Regions from separate parts of the Mus musculus genome. Here region 2 is linked to region 1. The links are chromatin contacts, called in public Hi-C maps. All regions are on one chromosome and are shown on one strand. The core of a region is the stretch at or near the end of the contact, and the rest is flanking DNA. Distances in the headings are between cores, read along the strand shown.

Region 1 (7,874 bases), core at 396-2,895:
GCCGCTTATAGTCAAGGTCTCCAAGGAAGGAAAGATCGCTGGGGACAGCGTCCAGTGCTCCGTCGTGCCTGAGGCTATATGAAGCTCTAAGCTGGTCAGATACATGGGCAGGAACAATACTGCCGGAGCAGGGAGAGCGGGAAGCTTCAGGCTCAAGGTATGCAGATTCTTTGCTCCCCAGAAGCCAGGCTCTGGGCTCATCCGTATTTGGGTATCTAGCAAGCTAAGGGTGGTCAATGCAGGCAGAGCCGCCAACCAGTTCTTACCCAGGTGAAGCAGGGGGTTTCCATCCAGCTTCAAGGTCTCTAGTTGCTGGAGCTCCTGGAATAGGTATCCCTCCAGGGAAAGCAGCTGGTTGTACCGAAGCAGCAGCTCTCGCAAGTGGGGTAAGCAGGAGAAGGCGGCTGGAGGCAGGATGCGCAACCTGTTGCCTGACAGATCCAGAGTCGTGAGTCCTGACACATCTCCCGTCTCATTCATGCACAGCACGGCGCTCTGCAGTTGGTTTCCGGACAGCTCCAGTCGCTGAAGCCTAGGCATGGCAGTCAGGAAGCCTGGTGGAAGCTTGGTTAGGCCAGTGCTTGAAAGACCCAAGGTCTTCAGGCTGTGGCAGGAAGCCAGAGCCTCCTGAGATATAGATCCTATCTTGCTTTCTTTCACAATCAAGCCCTGCAGCTCAAAGTGGGCAACAGCCTCAGCAGCCAGCTCGGCCGTGGCAGTCTGTGCATACAAGACATCGAGTTTCTGAAGTCCCAGGCCCTTCAGCCACACGGCATCCAGTGGTGTTCTTGTCAGGTCCAGAATCTCCACCTGGAGACCCTGGAGGGACCCAGGACTAGCCATCTTCAGCTTCCAGTTGGATGACAGATCCAACTTCTGCAGGGTCCACGAAACCCTGGAGGAGGAACCTTGCACCAGATCTGGGAACATACCAGCCAGCTCTCCCACGTCCTGAATGCAACTGAGCGTGACACCCAGCCATTGCAGACCGGGAGGCAGGCGGATGCCTGCCTTCTTATCCAGGCAAGGGCCAGAGATATGGAGTCTCTGGAGGGAAATCAGGTCACTGAAGGCATCAGGAGGTAGAAAGAGAGATCTCCTAAGAGGAGAGTCAAAAAAAGAGAGGCTCTGCAACTGTCCCAGACCCCGGAGAGCTCCTGGCAGAAGTTGGGTAAGGTGCAGACTCAGTGCCAGGACCTTGAGACCAGGAAAAGCAGAGAAAGCATCTGGAAGCAGAGTAGACACAGTACCACCGAGGCAGAGCCCCTCCACAGTCCGAGGTACAACTTCCAAGGTCTGTGTCAGGTTGCTCACGGAGAGGCATGCAGCAAGAAAGGATAGCTTGGAATGGCGGCAGAATGTGAAATAGCGGGAGACCAGGGGCAGTCGGGAGCCTTCGGTCACCAGGCAGTTGGAAGTGCTCCACCCAGTTACCAGAGGCAGGGAAAGGAGGAGACCTGGCAGCAGCCAGTACCTGCCCATCTCTACACCAGAGGAATCAGAGCTGAGAGGACTTTAGACTCCTATGCCTCCGGGTTACCAATACTCTCATCCACCTCAGAGTACCTGCAAGGTCCGGGAGCACCGTCAAAGGGCCACTGTGGAAGCCGGGAAGTGAGGAGGCCGACTTGGAGATACTTAGCACTGAGGCTTCGAGGGAGGGGAAATGACACCAGGGCAACGTAGGGGGATGGGGGGGTCTCACTTCCTGTTAGGAGAAAGCAAACAGAGTTTCTTTTCTTGTTGTTGCTTTCTTTTTTATGTGCAGCCCAGGCTGTCCCACGAGCTCAGTTTGTTAAGACTCCTTTTGAACTTCTGATTCTCTTACTTCCACCCCCAGGGCTGGGATGATGGCTGCGCACCACTAGAACAGTCTGCAGTGTGGTTAGACCCCTGGCTTCTGTGCCTGCTACATCCTCACCCCCAACCCCCCTCCACACACACACACACACACACACACACACACACACACACACACACACACACACACACACAAGTAGAGTCTGGTCTGGCTTTGCACAGTCCTCAAGTAAAACACCTCTTCTCTTCTGAGCCTGTGTTCTCTTCTGTCCAAGTAGACTAACTCCCGTTTGCTTGATTGCTCTGTAGGATTGCTGCAAACACAGATTTAGATCAGCTGGGGTTTTCTCCTTGTTAGTTTCATTATGACTTCCTTTCTTTACTGACCCCCCTGGAGTTCTTGGGTTAAACACAAATGGGGATGTTTTATAAGCAAAATAATATATCAACACGATGTTGTCATGGCATTTGACCTGAGAAGACTGGATGTAGGGAGGGCTCCAGCCCTGCTCTCAGACACTGGGGCAAGAAAAGAAAGGCCTTTACCTTGACCTGAACTGCCAGGACAGGGCTGGGACCTAAGTGGGAAGAGAAAGAGAAAGAAAGGAGCTTTGTGGTCACCTCAAACTATGAAGCAAAGCACTGGACACAGATCAACATCTGTTCATGATTTGAAAAACTAACAGACTCAGAGAGAAGAAAATCCTGTTAACATCAAATGACATAGCTTGCCAAGACCTATAAAAGAGTATCGTTCTCAGCACCTCTGACTTACAGCCGGGAAGGAGACAACTGCATTTCTGCTGAGTGTTAGAATGGAGGCGGGAGAATGGCCAAACTGACAGGAACGGCAAAATTAAAGGTACTAAAGGAGAAACACAACGGCCACAAGGGCAGGACGCTGGGATGCCTGCATGGGAAACCCAAGAATTTCTAAAAAGAAAAGTCAAAAAACAAAAGGATAGTTAGCAAAGATGGTTAGGTCAGGTTTCTTAAAATTTTTCTAATATGCCTGTATGTTAGTCAGTGTTAATATACAGAACAAACATGTTCGAATTAAGATGTTCCTACGAAGCCGGGCTTGGTGGCACACGCCTTTAATCCCAGCACTCGGGAGGCAGAAGCAGGTGGATTTCTGAGCTCGAGGCCAGCCTGGTCTACAAAGTGAGTTCCAGGACAGCCAGGGCTACACAAAGAAATCCTGTCTCGAAAAAACAAAACAAAAAAAAGTTCCTAAAATTTTAATATGCAAAAAGACTAAGCATGAGGGGTTAGGAGGCAGGCTTGCAAGGCATTGACGGGTAGTCCAGGAGCCCAGACAGGATTAGCAGCTGTAAGAGAGGACAGGCCCATGAGTGACAGAGCCCTGGAGGAGCATTGAAGAGCTGCAACATAGAACCGGTGTCTAAATATCTGCACCTCTCCAACTTCATGGCGCTGATCTTGCCTCAAGAGGCCCCCAAATCAGAGTGGGGAACCCCGTGTGTAAATCAATTCTGGCAGGGCAAAATGGGGGTGCGGGTGGGGGTGACAACAGAGATGCTGGCAACAGAGGATTAGAAATTACATGTTGTTCATAATCCCTGTGCCCAGGCAGGGGGATCACAATTATGAGGTCAGCTTGTACTACATTGTGAGTTTCAGGTTCGACTGAGCTAAATATAAAGACCCTGACTGAGATGGTCTGAGAGAGGGTGATGAGTGGAAGGAAGGAGGGAAGAACAGAGCTGAAAATTAGAAAGCTAGGCCATAGACCCAAAAGTTAGGGGAAAAAATTTTTCTAAAGAAAAACAAGAGTCTCACTTCCCCCATTTATACAATAACCCACATCAAACTAGACATCCTAGCATAAACACCTGTCAAACTGGGCTCAACACAGGAGCAGTCGCTTTCAGATATGAGGACATTGTCACAGGGCATTTGGGTTGCTCCAACAAACAATACCGTAAACCTGGAGGACATGGACTTTAAAAAGAAATGTCAAGGGCTGGCCACGTGGCTCATCAGGTGAAGGTTGCTGTCAACCTGGTGACCTGAGCTGATCCCCAGGACCCACCTGGAAGCAGAGGGAACTGACTGACTCGTGAACTTGCCCTCTGACTGGCACATGCACCCACCCAACCCTCCACACACAAAATAAACAAATAAAAATTCAGGATAAAATACTGTTAAAGCTGGACTGGTGGCTCCGTCCGAACCTCACACAACTGAAAGTCAATCTCCCTCTGGGCCACTGAATGAGTTCAAGGCCAGTCTGGGAAACAAAGTGAAACCCTGTCCCCAAACAAACAAGTAAAAACTCCGCAGGCACAGCTCTGTGTTAGAGGTGCTGGATACACAGAACCTTAAGTTCAGCCAAGCCGCAGTACTATAAATGGATGTGGGTGGGGAGGATCTATAGATACGATAGATAAGTGGGAACTTAGAGATGGGTTAGCTACGAATACCTGCTGCTGCTCTTCCAGAGGACCAGGATTTGATACCCAGCACCTATGTTATGGCTCACAACCATCTGTAACTCCAGTCCTAGGGGATCTGATGCCCTTATCTGGATTCTGCAGGCACCAGTAACACAGGCGGTAAACAGACATACATGCAGGCGAAACATCTAGACATATAAAATAGATACATTTTTAGAAATACGTTTATAGAGAAATGGGGCAGAATATGATAACTTCAAATAACCCACGGGTCAAAAAGAGAACCACTGTGAAAACTAGAAAGCGTTTCAATTGAATAATAAGGAAAATGCTACATAGTGAAACCTGCTGATAAAGATATGTAGTATCCACGGGGGGAAACATCCTCTTTTAAATGTCTGTGTCTGAAAATCAACACCAAGTTAATAGCCATGCCACCCAGACATGCCCAGTCTCATCTGGAAACCAGCATCAAAAGCTGCCAAGCCAGTTGGTGGTGGCGCATGCCTTTAATCCCAACACTTGGGAGGCAGAGGCAGGCGGATTTCTGAGTTCGAGGCCAGCCTGGTCTACAGAGTGAGTTCCAGAATAGTCAGGGCTACACAGAGAAACCCTGTCTCGAAAAACAAAAAAAAAACAAAAAACAAAAAAAAAACAAAAAACAAAAAACAAAAAAAAAACCTGCCAAGTCATGAACTATGTGACATCCTCAGAAGATTAGAAAAGGAACGAAGAAAGAGTCTCTCTTCCCACACTGTGCAGTAACTCCTACAGATAACCCTGCTCATGAGAATCAGTCTAACTGTACCAAAGACGTCAAACAACGTCTTCCATAGATGAGGGTGTTGTCTCTAAGGTGTCTGGGTTGCTACAGTGTGATAACACAGACCAGGTACTTTTAAATGGGCAAGAATTTGGGGCCAGCTGGAAGTGGGAGGAAGAAAGAAGGTAATGAGAGGATGTCAGCAAAGACAATGACATATATGTGCATACATGATGCAACTCACTATTCTGTATGCAAACAAAACAGTAAAACACCTGTAGAGCCTCCAAGATCACCGTAACTAGTTTTGGTTGTCAATTTCAAAAGCCCGGGAAGAGAGAACCTCAATTGAATTGCTTCCATAAGCTTGGCCTGTGTGCATGTCTATGAGGCATTTTCTCACTTGCTAATTTATGTAGGAGGGCAAAGCTTATTATCATTGGTAGCGCCCCAAAGGCAGATGGTCCTGGGTTGTATTTAAAAAAAAAAAAGTAGGCAACCATGAGCCCAGGAGCAAGCTAGCAAGCAGCATTCCCCCATAGTCCCTGCCTCAGCTCCTGCTGGAGTTCCTGTCCTGATGTCCTCAATCATCTACTGTGACCAAGAAGCTTAAGATGAAATAAACACTTTTCTCACCACATTGCTTTTGGTTATAGTATTTGTTACAGCAGCAGAGAGGCAAGCAAGAACAATTACAGTGTAAAAAAAAAAAGTATCCCATAACTAGCTAGAATGGTTACTTAAAATAGTTTTCTGTATTCCAAGTGCATTGAAAAACAAAAGGCGATTTATACAGTCCAGGGTCTGGGAAGCCTCAGAGAAGACATAGGCCCGCTTGGATGTCTGGTGAGGGCCATTCTCTACTTTCAGAATGGTACCTGCATCTTCATTCTGTCCCCAAAGCAGGTACATGGCAGGGGGTTGAAGGGCAAGACAGCTGAACAGTGTATAAACCTTCTTTTATAAGAGCCTTAATTCCATCCACAGAGGTGGAACCTTTACAGTCTAATCAACTTTCAAGACCCTACATTGGCAGCATGTGAATTCATGTAGAAACCACGGTGATGGTGGTAAGGACAATGATCCCCAAGAGAAGGGGAACATGAGAGACAGGCTCTACAGCTGCCAGGCCTCTCTACCTGTTGGCATTTCTGAGCCAGCCCAGGGAGCAAGTGAGGAGCCCAGATGACCATACCTGCCTTACTGAATCAAGAAGCCAATCACCAGTCAGGACACACGCTGCTCATGGGACAAAGTGTCAGGACAGAGTTAGCCAGGGAAAGGATGAGTTCTAGAAAGCCTCGTAGGGTCTCCTCTGGGATGAACACCACACTGAGTATTCAGGATGAAACCCTGAAGGCGGAGGCAAAGGACAACTGAGGGAGAGCTGTAAGAGCAGTCTTGAAAGGCTGGGAGACGCTTATGTATGACAACCCAAAGTAAGGCCATGGTTCAAAACAGAGCATTCTGCTGAGATTAAATGACAAGGTCACAGCTTAGCAATAGGATTTGTGATGGCTATTCTTGGTTGTCAACTACATCTGGAATTAATGAAAATGCAAAAAATAGAGGGCATACCAGTGATCTTGCTTCATTCTCAAAGTAGAACGACACATGCCTTTAACTCCATCTTGAGGCAGGAAGGCACAGCCTTTAATCTGAGTCTTGAGGTTGTAACCATCACCGTGGTTTCTACATGAATTCACATGCTGCCAATGAAAGTTGATTAGACTGTAAAGGTTCCACCTCTGTGGATGGGATTATGGCTCTTATAAAAGAAGGTTTATACACTGTTCAGCTGTCTTGTCTTTCAACCCCCTGCCATGTACCTGCTTTGGGGCAGAATGAAGATGCAGGCACAGCAGGCTCTGTGTCTGCCTGCTCTTGCCTCACTAACCAGGACATTCCTCGCTCACAATAGAGCCTACTTCTTCAGGATTCCAGTGTCTACTGTAGGTCAGCTGAGACATTCAGTCTTGTGGGCTAAGAAACTTCTGGATTCTTGGACTTCCCATTGATGGCCAGCCATTGTTGCATCAGTCTGTAAGTTATTCTAACAAATCCCCTTCAAGTGGTTCTGGGTCTGCAGGCAGCAGGAAGAGGGAAAGATCGAGGGCCTGGCTTGGGCTTCTGAAACCCAAAGCCAACCCCCAGTGACACACTTCCTCCAACAAGGCCATACCTCCTAAGAGTGCCTTCCCCTGGTGACCAAGCATTCAAACCCAAGTGCCTATGGGGGCCATTCTTATTCAAACCACCACATCACTAAAGTAACCCAGAGCACAGGCTTAAATGAAAATGTTTAAATTAGCAAGATAACCCCACACACCGATCCCTGCCCAGACCAATAGCCACCAATGGAAAACAACAAAATTCAGCTTGTCAATAATATATAACTTAAAATGTCCAGCACTTAATGAAAGTTATAAGTGAAGAGGTAAGAAAATGAAACACATGATGGGGGGGGAGGGGTGGATCAATGTAAACACACCCAGGAATGGCAGAGATGGTGGGGTTAACAAAATGGCAAGCTAGCTCTTATAAATATGCTCAGTGTGCTTGAAGATTTAAAGGAAAATATGAACATAATGGGGAAATGTTTTAAATGACATAAAACTTCTGGAACTGTTGCCGCCACTGAAACCCGAAAGCTCATTTCGGCACTGTTTCTACCATGACAACAGCTCTAAGAAATGATAGTATATAGATATCTCAATGTTTTCACAGATTCATTGACTTCCAGGGATGTCAGCAATTGGGACAGGGATCTAGCTCTGTGATGTCACCCCCAGAAGCCCGAGGGGCTCCAATAACCTTTTAGGGACCGGGGCCAAACTAAGATTTGTGGCTTTGACACTTTATAGAGTTTCAGGCCAGGCCAACCAGAAGCA
Region 2 (7,005 bases), core at 2,019-4,518, 570 kb after region 1:
AAAGAAAAACAAAAAAAAGATAGAAGGAAAGAATTGACTCATCTCAGACCTCCACTTCCACACGATACACATGCACAAAAGCTTGCACACCATACACACAGATACACAAATTGTTTTAAAAAAAAAAAAAAAGTTTGGATTTTGAGTAGTCTCACTATGTCTCCCTGATTGGCTTGGTACTCACTATGTAGACCAGGCTGGCCTAGGTGGATGTGATGACATACACATTTAATCCTATCAGTCAACTGGCAGAGACAGGTGGATCTCTGTGAGTTCAATGCCTGCCTGGCCTACACTGTCAGTTCCCGGCCAGTCTGGGCAACACAGTGAGACCCTGTCTCAAAAAGCAAACCACAACAAAAATGAAGTTATAAAGCCAGTGAGAAAGATGTACCAAACACACCTATAAAGTAGGTGTAATGAAAATTCTCCACCTATAAAACAGGAAACCTCACAGTCCATTAGTCTCATGAGGTTATTATAAATACTAAGAAAGACATGAACATAAGGCACTTAGTCCACCAGCTATGGTTATTTCATCCCACCACCTACATCCATCTCACCGGAAGAGCCTTAAGCACAAGAATGATAGGAAAAAAGGCTAAACTGGCAAGAATCTTCCCCAGACTCGATTTAGGAATTATTTAGTATGATCTACTTAGTGAAGCACTTAACCATATTGTCAGTAAACTAATTTAGGACTAGACTGGATGGGTAACTGAAATATCAGGTAAATTCTTTAAATTAATGGCCCATGAAGTAGCTTGTATTAGAGGCACTGGGCTAAAATTCAATGACCTCGGCAATTCATTTAAGTCTCTGAACTTCAATATAAATGAGAACACTCATCTGAAAAAGGCAGACACACTGGCGCTCACTTGTCTGTATTTCCAGAATGTTGGTGGGGGAGGCAAGAGGATGAGGCGTTCAAGGCTACCTGAGGCTTCATCTCAAGTTCCAAACCATAGGGGCTACACAGGACAAAGGTGGGAGGGAAAAGGAGGGGTTTGACATAAAGTCAACTTGAATTTTCAAGGGAGGGAAGCCTTCAATATGGCAAGGCATGGAGACATTTGCCTTTCATCCCAGCACCTAGAGGAGACAGAGTTGGGTGCATCTCAGCATTCTAGGCCAGCCTGGTCTACACTGCAAGTTCCTGGCTAGTGGTACACAGTAAGACCCTGTCTCAAAAAAAAAAAAAAAATCATAATCCACAGAATAATATTATGTTAATAATAAACATCGTGAACCTCTTAAGTGTCACAATCCCCCCTCTCGAATGCTACATCACCTGCCATTCTTGGCACTTGCCTGGTAAATCTTTCAAACATGGACGCTTATTTTTCAGGGAGGAATATTTTCCTATTTCTAAATTCTCTTAATTCTGCTCCACATCTCTGTGTGACCCTATTCTGTCCTTCTACTTCCCTCACCTGTCCACCCCCGTCTTCACACTTTAGTGTACCACCCCCTCTCTGTTCTCTAACCTCCTGGTTGCAACCTCAGAAACTGGTTCCCCCATCTATTTTTATCTTACCTCAAAAAACCTATTGCCTATTGGCTTCGTGCACAAAGCCTCATTCTATTCAGGACAGTAAAACGCCAATGCCAAATGTATACTACACATCCTACCTAGTTCAGGACTCTAAAACCAAAACCACTACCCAACTGGGTCTGATATGCAGGACCAAAAGCAAGGATTTTGCAAAAGGGGGTGGAGGGGTACTCCTCATTGGCCTTTGATTTCCAACCTCTCCTAAACAAAATACACTACCCGTGAAGCAGACAGCATCCACCAAAAAAGGGTGTATCATCAAAATGAGCCCCTCCCAAAATTTTTTTTTTTAACAAAGGGAACTGACTATCTGAAAGAATTTGCAACTCCCTCTGGGCTAACTGCAAACAAGGTAAAATGGAAAGATAACCGGTCTGGAAATCTCTGCTTTAGGTAACAATTCCCCCAGACTAGGGAGCCAAGAATTCCCACACAGGCCCAGGCAGCAGATTTTTCTAAACTGAAGCAACAGGTTTCTTTTACAAGAATAGTCTATTAAAGCCTGGGGCTCTTAACAACCACGGGGGGGTGGGGGGGGGAGGACAAAAAACAAAAAATGAGGGCAGCCGGTGAACTCCGTCCTCATTTGGTGGCCCTCTGAAGAAGGGCTCACCTTAGGTGTCTGCAGCATTCCCTGCGGCCCTGGATGAAACCCAGCAACGGTGGCCCAGGGATACCTTGCGAGGATGCCCGCGGGCCTCCCCGTCGGGAACACTACCCGCCCGCCCGCCGCGCCCAGGGCCTCTGCACTTCCCTCCTCCTCCCACTCGGGAGAGCGAGTCCTCGCCTCCCCGCGGATAGCGGGAGGAGCGCGTGTTCCCTCCGCGCCCCTCCCCCCAGGGGCGACCCAGGTCCCCCCGCGGGCTCCGCCAGGGCACCCGACCTCAGGGGACAGACGCTGACTGCCACATCTCGGCAGGCTGCGGCCCGCGGTCGCCCGGAGTGGGTCGCCCTCTCCCGCCACGACGCCCCGCGGGAAGCCCGCCATCCCCGCTCTCCCTAGCAACAGCCTCCCGCGGGGAAGGCAGGCACCGGGAGAGGAAGACCCCCCCCCCCGCCCCCACTGGCAGGGCCGGCGGCCCGAGGACCTGACAGCTCCCTTTTCCTCAGCGGGATGAGGGGCGTCACTCGCCCACGGATGTGGAGGTGGGGGGCAGGGACAACCTCCCCGCCCGCCATCACCTCTGGCGCGAGAAGCAGCCCTTCCCTCAGCGAGACGAGCTTCCCTACTCCTCACGGGGGCAAGACGAAGAACGCGGCCCTGTGGAGAAGCAACAGGCGGCCCGCCCCCTCCCCCCCGACCCCTCGCCTAGACGACGGGCGCCGACCCTTACGTCCCGCCCGCTCTTCACCTCCGGAAGCCGGGCCAAAAGCCTGGGCGAGCGGCAGCACCTCACTCCGCCCCCTGCGCCATTTTATCGCCCCCTTCACGACCTCCCCCACCCCGAGGCAGCGGGGCCAACACCAGGGGGAGGGCAAGCAAGCAGTGATTGGCAGGAAACCGCCCCGCCCCTGAGAGGGTGCGTCATGGGCGGCCTTCCTAACCCCGCCCCCCAGCTCCACCTACACTGTTTTGGTTTTTTTTTTTTTGGATGGTTCCGCCCCTTCCTGTTTCATCGATTCTTTCGACTCTCTGCTGCTCCTGACTCGGGGATGCTCGGGGAGAGGAGGGGACAGACAGAATCTAGGCCTAGCAAGCGGAGCGACGAGCTCAGCTGATGCAACCCGACGGGACTAGCGTGACAGTTCCCGGCACGCGGAGACGACGGCGAACGAGGAAAGGGCGCGGGTGCCGGCTGAGCGCGGGAAACAGAGACAGCGGAGCCATGGGTGATGCTCCAAGCCCTGAGGAGAAGCTGCATCTTATCACCCGGAACCTGCAGGTCAGGCCTTGGTGGGGGGTTGGGATGCGCCGTTGGGTACCGAGAATTTGAAGTCCCATGATTCCCGATGCCAATCCCTAAACGAGTGGGGCCGCGGTCTCCGCGCCTGGGCGGCTCTACGGCCCTCTCTGCTAGTTGATCAGTCAAGCAGCCATTCTCAGGGTGCAAGAGAAACTCCAGTGGGCTCACCCTTTGTGTGCACGTAGCTTGTGCTCCAGCCATTCCTGGGGCTGGGAACCTCATTCCACCCATCCTATTCCATGCCGGGAGCACTGCTAGGCTCTAGGGAGTCAGGGCCATGTCTTTCCAGGACTCTGGCGGAGAGAACCGGAAATTTAAAAGGACCTATAACCCAAATAAAACACGTACTGAAAGTTCCTATGACTGAAGTTCTGAAAAGAAATAAGGGGCGAGCTGGCCGAAGAGATGGCTCTGAAATGGAAAGAAAGTACTGCTCTTACAGAAGACCCGTTTTCAGTTCCCAGCACCCATGTCAGGTTATTCGGTACGGCCTGTATCAGGGGATCTGACGTCCTCTTCTGGCGTGTGTGTGTGTGTGTGTGTGTGTGTGTGTGTTGTGTACACGCGGGCGCTGAGAACTGCATTTCAGACAGGGAAGACCCAAGGGGAAGCAAGAATATTGTAGAACAGGGAGAAGGCTAGGCTCAGCTCCGTGGTAAAGCATGAGTAAGGCCCTGGACTCAGCCTTCAGTGCCCTCACACACCCTTTGTCCAAGGACACTGATTTAAATGGAATAAAGCAAGCACAGTACTGCTCGGCCACCACAACTCCCTGCCAACAGAACCGTTTCCATCCCTGCCTGCCCGTGCCTCTGATGTTCCTCCACAGAACCTATTGCTGTCCTTTGACATGTTCTCTAAGGAGAGACAGGTAGGAGCCAAGTCATGAGGGGCTTGTAAACTTTGTTTTACAAGCCAGATAAAGACTGGACTAGAATTACGCTAAGGGCGGTTGCACCACCAAGCTATTTTTTTTTTTAAATTTACCTATCCTGGGTGTGGTGGTACATGCTACCTGTAATCTTAATACCTGAGAGTCAGAGACAGGGGGGTGGCTGCAATTTGGAGGCCAGCCTTGTTTACATAATGAGTTCCTGGCTAGGTAGAGCTCTATACAGAGACCCTGTCACTAAGAACATTCATTCACCTCTTCGAAGGGTACATTTTAGTCAGTTCTTGTATACCCACAAGGTTAAAGTTCTAGAATATTTTTATTCCCAACTCCCCCGACCCCTAGAAAAATGTGAACCAACCTGAGCACACGCTGTAATCCCAGCATGTAGGAAGTGGAAGCAAGAAGATCCAGAATTTAAGGACACTTTCGGTGACATAGCTGAAGTTAAGGTCATCATGGGCTTCATAAGACCCTCAGTGGAAAAAACAGAAAGAAAAAGAGAAAAAGAAAACCTTGTACCATTAGCTATATTAAGAGTTAACTCATCCTTGTCCCCCAAGTACTGATCTGCTTTCTGTCCCTAAGTGTATACCACTCCTGGGTGGGTCTGATGCCTAGAGTCAGATAAGGTGTGCCCATTGGTGTCCTTTCACAGGATGGTGTTACACAAGGTAGTGTGTGATTTCGTTTCTCTCAGAATTTCATTCCTCATATTTCTTTCTCACTCCCTCCACTCCTTGCCCCCCGCCCCCATCACCCTTCTCTCCTTTTCCCTGCGCTCCCCTCACTTCCAGGCCCCATCCCTTCCCAACATATCCTTTCCTACCCTCTTCCTTCTCCCTCCCACCTTCTCCTCCCCCCCAGGCTTGCTGTGTCTCTTCATCCCACTGGCCTACTCTGACCTTTGGTCTCTTCCAGGAAACCGCTTCCCTTATAGGAAAGGGCTCTGGTGTGTGGGAAAGAATTAGAGGGAAGCAGACACCGGGTGAATAAGGGCACCCTGGAGGCAGAGAGGGAGAGTAAGTGGTGCCCAGACACAGAGACGGGAACATGGACACTGAGACACATGTCTCTGCCCTTTATTGTATTTTGTAAACCTTTTTTAAAAAAAAAAGAAAAACAGGGGCTAAAGCGATGGCGTTACACAAGGCGGCTAAGAGCACTTGGTGTTCTTGCATAGGACCCAAGTTCAATGTCTTTTTCTCTTTTTCTTTTTTTAAGAATTATTTATTTAATGTATATGAGTACACTAGTTATCTTCAGACACACCAGAAAGGGGCATTGGATCCTATTACAGATGGCTGTGAGCCACCATGTGGTTGCTGGGAATTGAAGTCAGGACCTCTGGAAGAGCAGTCAGTGCTCCTAACTGCTGAACCATCTCTCCATCCCACCCCCTACCCCAAGTTCAATCTTTAACACCCAGATTAGGTGTCTTACAGCCACCTAAAGGGATGTAATGCCTCTGGCTTCTGCAGGCACCTGCACTTATACACACATACTCTTACACAGATACACTTAAGTCTTTAAAAAGAAAAGAAAATGGCACCTATTACCAGGTACCAAGGCTCAGGTCAGATATCTGGGAGCTAGAAGCCTCTTGTCTCCTCTCTCTTAAGCCTGTACCTCAGGCTAGAGCAGTTGGCTCTGGTCTACCTTTAAAATAGATTTACATACAAATCTGCAGTCCGCTTTTCTTGTTCCTTTTTGAGACTAATTAATATTCCATTGTATGAAGATGTAGATATAAAGGTATTTATTCACCCATCAACTGACTGGAGTTATTCTGCTCTTTTTTCTTTTTGTTGTTTTTTTTTTTTTTAATTATCTTTTGTTTTTTTGTGACAGCTTGCACCAATGGTTGAATTAAGGAATTAAAAGAAAGATATTCCTTCTTAGAGTAATTTAAACCAAGAAAGAAGGCAAAATTTGAATTCTCTACTTCTCTCCCTGTGTCTTCTGTCTGTCTGTGGCCTGTCTATTATCTTTCTGGTGTGCATCTGATGTCTTCCTGTTACCTGTCCCTGTTACTCTCTGTTTACTGGACAGCACAGAACTATGGCATAGGAAGGGAATGAAGAACACTTTACTAGAAAGATGAGTGCTCAAAGCCTCCCACAGTAGTTATTTATCAACCGTGTTGCCTGCAACGTTTATGGGGGTTTGTGGCTTTCTACTTATTCGCTGCCTTCAGCAAGTGACTAACACACATGTGCACATACACACACACACACACACGCACACACACACACACACACACACACTGTTCTGGGTCAGGGGCATGGAAGAGTAAAGCTTGGGCCGTGAGTGAAAGCTGACTGTGTGGGGAATTCAGAGTAGGTAAGGTTGGTTACATTGTTCTCTTAAAGACAGGTTAAACTTACACAGGCTGGGTAGGGCAGACAGTAGGGCAGCAGAGTGGGTACACAGTGATCTCAAGGCACTCCACTGCTAGGTCTAGAAAAGGGTCTGTCTGTTTGAGAGCAGGTGGTATTTTCAGAAGTGGTTATTACTACATGGCCTCTTTACATAGTTTCAGACACCTGGGTTTGCTTGAAACTTTTGTTTGGGGACACAATATACTGCTCTTGCATAGGACTCTGAGTTAGTTTCCAGCACCCACATCAGGTGGCTTACAACTCCCTGTAACT

The links. Hi-C and Micro-C count contacts between places; a contact is called where the count stands out from the background.
Region 2: a Hi-C map of cortical neurons shows a contact between it and region 1, with 4 times the contacts expected there. The contact joins the promoter of Yars here to the promoter of Tlr12 in region 1. A contact is called at or near these places in 3 of 484 Hi-C or Micro-C datasets (CD4 T cells, cortical neurons and embryonic stem cells), 1 of 115 datasets of contacts at active chromatin or transcription factors (memory CD8 T cells) and 2 of 9 other capture datasets (adipose tissue and liver).

Annotation. Positions count from the first base shown.
Region 1 is chr4:128,616,974-128,624,847 of GRCm38.p6, forward strand. Tlr12 (toll-like receptor 12) reads right to left here and starts at 1,646. Exons shown (of 1, transcript NM_205823.2): 1 at 1-1,646. The coding sequence starts at 1,482.
Region 2 is chr4:129,186,635-129,193,639 of GRCm38.p6, forward strand. Yars (tyrosyl-tRNA synthetase) reads left to right here and starts at 3,269. Exons shown (of 13, transcript NM_134151.5): 1 at 3,269-3,438. The coding sequence starts at 3,382. It overlaps S100pbp (S100P binding protein), which reads right to left and starts at 2,945. Exons shown (of 7, transcript NM_001379590.1): 1 at 2,908-2,945.